Regions from separate parts of the Sus scrofa genome. Here region 1 is linked to region 2. The links are chromatin contacts, called in public Hi-C maps. All regions are on one chromosome and are shown on one strand. The core of a region is the stretch at or near the end of the contact, and the rest is flanking DNA. Distances in the headings are between cores, read along the strand shown. Region 1 overlaps RERG (ras-related and estrogen-regulated growth inhibitor). Region 2 holds the start of RERG (ras-related and estrogen-regulated growth inhibitor).

Region 1 (2,700 bases), core at 162-2,661, 78 kb after region 2:
TTATCATAAAATGACATTTTTGCAATCAAACGATGACAGCGATTTAAGGGGGTCGTAACAGTAAGGATAATCCGTAGTCCGTCGATCCTTTCGTAAGGAGAGAAGAAACCTTACCTGATTTACGCAGAAAGAGCAAACAGAGTAAAAGTGGAATTTTGTTGACCTAATCCCATCAACTTTCTCTGCTTAGAATTGGGGGCAGGGGGGTGGGGTGGTGAGGGGGATGTTCCTGAGAAAGTTTTGTATATACAGATAGTGCCCTCTGGTGGATGGTAACAATCATCTCGCATCCCTCAATTTGTGGACATTGCACTTCACCTGAAGGATTTGTAGCTTTTGCTACCACTTAGCACTTTCCCCCATCTCAGCCCTAATAGGCTTTTCTTTCAAAGTGTCTTGGGATGTTACAGTCTACCACAAATGTTTCTGGCGTGTGGTTTGTAAGAGATAGTGAATTCAACTGAAGTGAATACCAGTTTTTACCCTTCCAGTTTTTACCCATTCAGATGTCAACAAGGGTGCAATTTAACTGTTGCGTGCAAACCCTTGGCATGGGTGTGTTTATGTAAACGGTTCAAAGCTGTGGACTGTGCATCTGGCAAGCTGCTTCCAAGAAACAAAGAAAAAATCAGCATGTTTTCCATTTAAAAGACATGTGGTTCTTATTGCTGTACAGAGATTGGTTTTTGTTTGCACTTCATTTTATTTTTAAAGTGAATTTTCCACTGTGAAATAAAGTATGTTCATTATAGACAACGATGAAAAGACAGGAAAAAAATCACCTGGAATTCCACCAAAGCCAAGACAGATTTTAGATGTAGTCTGACAAGGTAGCCTGCTTCCCTGGGGTGCATATCCTAAGGGAACAGGATGTCATGGACTGAGGGTGAGCGTGTCATTAACCTTCCTTGCAGCTGTTTTCTCAATTTATAAAGTGCAAGGATAATGTTGCATTTGTTTACTTTCATTTTCTGTCTCAAATTAGATCTGGCAGTTGCATAATAATAATAGCAGCCATTTATTTATTTAGCAGAAATTTTGAAGCCTAACCCTAGAGTTGCCCTTTGTCTCCTGGAGAATAGCAATTTAGCCCAAACTCAATTCTTCCCTATACCCTCCCACATCTCTGCTAGGATTTGTTCTTGTAATGGTAATAACTACCATTTATTGAGTTCTTATTACACTATAATTCAGTAGTTAAGTATGTAGCCCCACTGAATTTTAATTCTGGCTTTTCCCCTTAATAGCTGTGTGATCTTGGATGAGGCTAAAGTCTATATTATCGTTTCCTCCTTTGTCAGACAGAAGCTCTGCCCCATGATGTTTAGGAGAAAATTAAGTCCCTGGAACAGAACTGGACACACGGGGAGCACTCTTTCACTGTTAGCTTTTATTATGACTATTTTGTGATGACATGTTAGACATTATACTAAGTTCTTTTTGTTATTATATCATTGAACCCTCATAACAATCCCATGAGTTAGATATTCTTTTCCTTGTTTCAGATAAGGAAAATGAAGCAGAAAGCCTTAATGGCTTGTCAAAATCACATGGCAGGTTACCTGTAGAGCCCAAATCCTAGCTGGATCTGACTGTCAATAAAGCCTGAGCTCACCATCTTTTTTTGGATGTGGTGGGTTATCTATTACTTTGTTTCTTTAATTTTTATTGGAGTATTATATATGTGTGTGTGTATGTGTGTATATATACAAAAATCATAAACTTAAAGCTGTGCGAATTTTCACAAGCAAAATCACCTACAGCATCAGCACTATGACTTTGCCAGGTCCTCGAAATTGTCACTGTACTTGCATTCAGACACTGATGCCTCCAGTGGTCACTTCCAAGCTTATTTCCAACACATACATTGGTTTGCCTGTTTTTCAACTGTATATTGGTGGAAGTATACAGGGCAACCTTTTTGTGTTTGACTTCACTCACTTAATTTTATGTTTGCAAGATTTATTCAAGTTGTTCCTTCACTTTCATTACTATGTAGTGTTATATCCATCAACACATCACAATGTATCCATTCTATTCTTGAACATTTGGAAGATTTCCAGCTTGGGGCCAATATGAATACTGCTGCTATGATAATGCTTGATCATGATTTTCAGTGAACATATGTATGTCTTTCCATTGCATGAATCCCTGGGAACGGAATTGTCCAGTCATAGAGTAAGCACATTTTTAGCTTTAGTATTTATTATCATATACTTTTCTGAAATAATTGTAGCAATTTACACTTCTTAGAGAGTCAAATTGTAACCTATATAAGAGAATTTGAGGCCACTTTTTATTTTTAAAACCATTAGAACAAAAGATAGTTTGATCTAAATTTTTTTTGGGGGGGGGCCTCACCTGTGGCATATTTAAGTTCCCAGGCTAGGGGTCGAATCAGAGCTGCAGCTGTCAGTCATAGCCATAGCCACAGCAATTCCAGAGCCAAGCCACATCTGTGACCTATACCACAGCTCTTGGAAACATTGGATTCTCAACCCACTGAGTGGGGCCAGGATTGAACCCATGTCCTCATGGATACTAGTTGGGTTCATTAATGCTGAGCCACAACAGGAACTCCTAAATCATTTTTTGATTTGAAAAATAAAATCAGTTTATAATCATTTGCTCCTAAAGCACAGGAGTTTAAATTGACTAACCCAATAGAAATGACTCATTTTTTGACATAAGTACTATAAT
Region 2 (2,700 bases), core at 63-2,562:
AAGATGTCATTAATATGCAATTAATAATTTTTACTTAAGGTAGCTTTATTATGTAATAAGTAATTTTAACATATCTAATTATTATGCGACTAATAATTTTAACCTTTAAGGTAAAATATCTCATGAGGTGAGTAAATATATTAAGATCCTGTTCAGGGAGCTAATTCCTAGCTTTGTGCAGACACAGCTCCTCCATTCAGCATGGCTCACAACTGGTGGCTTTCCAGGTCAGCTGGTCCTGGAAACTGCCTGCCCTGTTACACCGCTTCCATCAGGGACACAGACTGTTCACCTACCACTGTTCACTTAGTCTATTCGACATGGCAGTGGTTTTCTGGAGGCCATCGGGTGTCTTGTTAAGAACACCAGGCTTCACAGGAAAACAAATAATATGGGTGTTTCGTGCTTCTCATCAAAAGTTTCATAGTTTTGGGAAATCTTTTAATCTCCCTGAAACTCACCTCCTTGGCTCTGAAATGCAATTTTTTTTTTTTTTTTAAATGGCTGCACCTGCTGCATATGGACTTCTGGGCTAGGAGTTGAATCCAAGCTGCAGCTGGGGCCTACCACAACCATGGCAACATCAGATCCTTAAACCCACTGAGCAAGGCCCAGGATGGAACCTGCAACCTCAGAGAGACAATGTGGGCTCTCTGCTGAGCCACAATAGGAAATCACGGAAGGCTAATAATTTTAATGAGTGCCTACCTCAATGAAGGGAGTAAATATCAGATGAGATGAGAGATGTGAAAGGGAGTCTAGCGCAGCACAAATATTAATCATTTTCGTTAGGTTTGAGGATGATTGAGTGTGATTTCAATTCGAACGTTATAAATGCTGATCTTGTAAGGGGAAATGTGAATCTTTTGGAACTTTCTCCAGTATAGAGATATGAAGTTCAATTTAATGCAGTACATATGTCTCTCCTAGCATCTCAGCTTCCAATCGGCCTGGATTTTTATTCCAACCATTTACTAGCCTTGGACAAGTGATTTATCCTCTGTTTCCTCGTGGGAATCATGGGGAAAGTTAAACGTACCTCTAAGGGATGTTGTGAGGACCTTCTGAAGTAAGGAATCGAAAAGGTCACATACTGATCCTTTTACAGGCAAATGTTTTAACCCAAGGAGTGAGATCCTTCAACGAGAACCTAGAGGCCGGGAATCTAGCAGGAGAAAAGGGAAGCCTGTCCGAGTGCAGCTCGAAAACTGATTTTTGAATGATCCAGCCTGGAGGCGGCTTCGCTGGAGGAGCCGAGCGCTAGCCCCAGTAGGGGGCGCGCGAGCGCCACACTGCAGCATCCCGGCGGCCTCGTCCGCCGGAGCCCGCGTCCTGCCGCAGTCCATCCGCCGCTAGTCGGAGAGAGTGGTTGCGGGGAGACCCGGGCCACTCCGCCAGCTATTACTGCTACTGCCGCTGCCCCCCGCAGTCGCAGCCCAGCAGCCGGGAAACGCCACCCACAGATTGGGCCGCGCAGCGTGGGAGGGGTAGCGGTCCCGGGGGACTGATTCTGAACTTGCAGGGGGACCGCGGCTCTCTGGGCCTGGAGAGTGTGAACAGGTGAGTGTCACGCACGTGCCCAGGTGGCTTTTTCGGGATGACTTCCTGAAGACCCTTCCGAGCCCCTGAACGCTCGGCCTCCGGGGCGGCCCTCCTGGCCACGGGGTCCTCTCAGCCAGGGCTTTGGGGGTCGCCGAGAGGGAGATGTAAGCGCTGGTGCCCCGAGCTTGACAGCGCCCTCGGTCAGAGCTGAGACCTAGAATGCCCTTTTGACTTAGGCAGCGTTTGCTCCCCAGGTTGAAAGCAAGTGACCCGCAGTCCATGATGGGTTTGTTTATCGTTCCAGGATACCTGTTGCTTTCAGAATAACGCCATAGCCAGGAGTCTCTTACAACGGTACTCATCCCTGTGCGTGCTGCGTTGTGATAAAATGCGGGAGAATTCCTCATATTGAGACCAGGAAAACTTGATTTCAGAGCTAGGGAAGTAGCAGCCGGAAGACCAGACTAGATTCCCACGACCAGACTAGATTCTTTGCTTCCCTAAACACCTGCACTTTATTTTGATGAGACCATAAATACAGCAGTTAGAAACACTATTATCTTATAAATCGTATATACCTTATCAAGATGCTTGTTTTTTTGTTTTGTTTTTTTTGCCAAGAGGAAGTAGAAAGCATGGACCTTGATAAGTATAATAGTCTGAAAAATGGTTTATGATGCATAAATTATTTTTTAAATAAGTTTAAAAATCAGCTTATTAGTGAACCAAATGTCATACATCTATGGGATTGTAAGCTCCTTGAAGGTGGCCGCTTTTATGATTAGCATAAAAGTGGCATGAATCAATGCATGCATTAATAGTAACACAGAATTTCGAGTCTGGCTTTTTTTTTTTTTTTTTTTTTCTTATTCTAAGCGTTATTTTGGTATCTTTATGTTTAGGGGAAAAAAATCAATACACCTTTAATCTCTGAAATATCTAAGTGTGATTTTAGCTCTAGGAGTGATAGGAACTAAGAAGTTTTTGTCCTAATAAAGCACTATCCATATAAAAGGTGAATGGCAGCTTCAAGACCCAGCCAGAATATTTCTGCACAACAACATGAAAACGAATGTCTTTTTAGATCCATGTTATGGAAGGTCTTGGATCATGAATTATTTAGAACATCAGAGACTTGGCAACAGGTCACTTATTAAA

What was found. A called contact is a pair of places that touch in the nucleus more often than the background predicts.
Region 1: a Hi-C map of omental adipose tissue shows a contact between it and region 2, with 2.4 times the contacts expected there. The contact joins the enhancer-like site here to the promoter of RERG in region 2. A contact is called at or near these places in 1 of 5 promoter capture datasets (liver), 19 of 47 Hi-C or Micro-C datasets (adipose tissue, alveolar macrophages, brain and 11 more) and 1 of 2 datasets of contacts at active chromatin or transcription factors (skeletal muscle).

Annotation. Positions count from the first base shown.
Region 1 is chr5:57,425,765-57,428,464 of Sscrofa11.1, forward strand. All of the region lies in intron 2 of RERG (ras-related and estrogen-regulated growth inhibitor), which reads left to right. Among named protein-coding and RNA genes, the nearest start is that of RERG, 78 kb to the left of the region's middle. Within about 2 kb of position 1,412, at least 6 of the 83 cell types and tissues checked have an H3K27ac peak or open chromatin away from gene starts, as enhancers often do. A contact at or near this core is called in liver and omental adipose tissue, where this site is marked.
Region 2 is chr5:57,348,074-57,350,773 of Sscrofa11.1, forward strand. RERG (ras-related and estrogen-regulated growth inhibitor) reads left to right here and starts at 1,313. Exons shown (of 5, transcript XM_003481681.4): 1 at 1,313-1,560.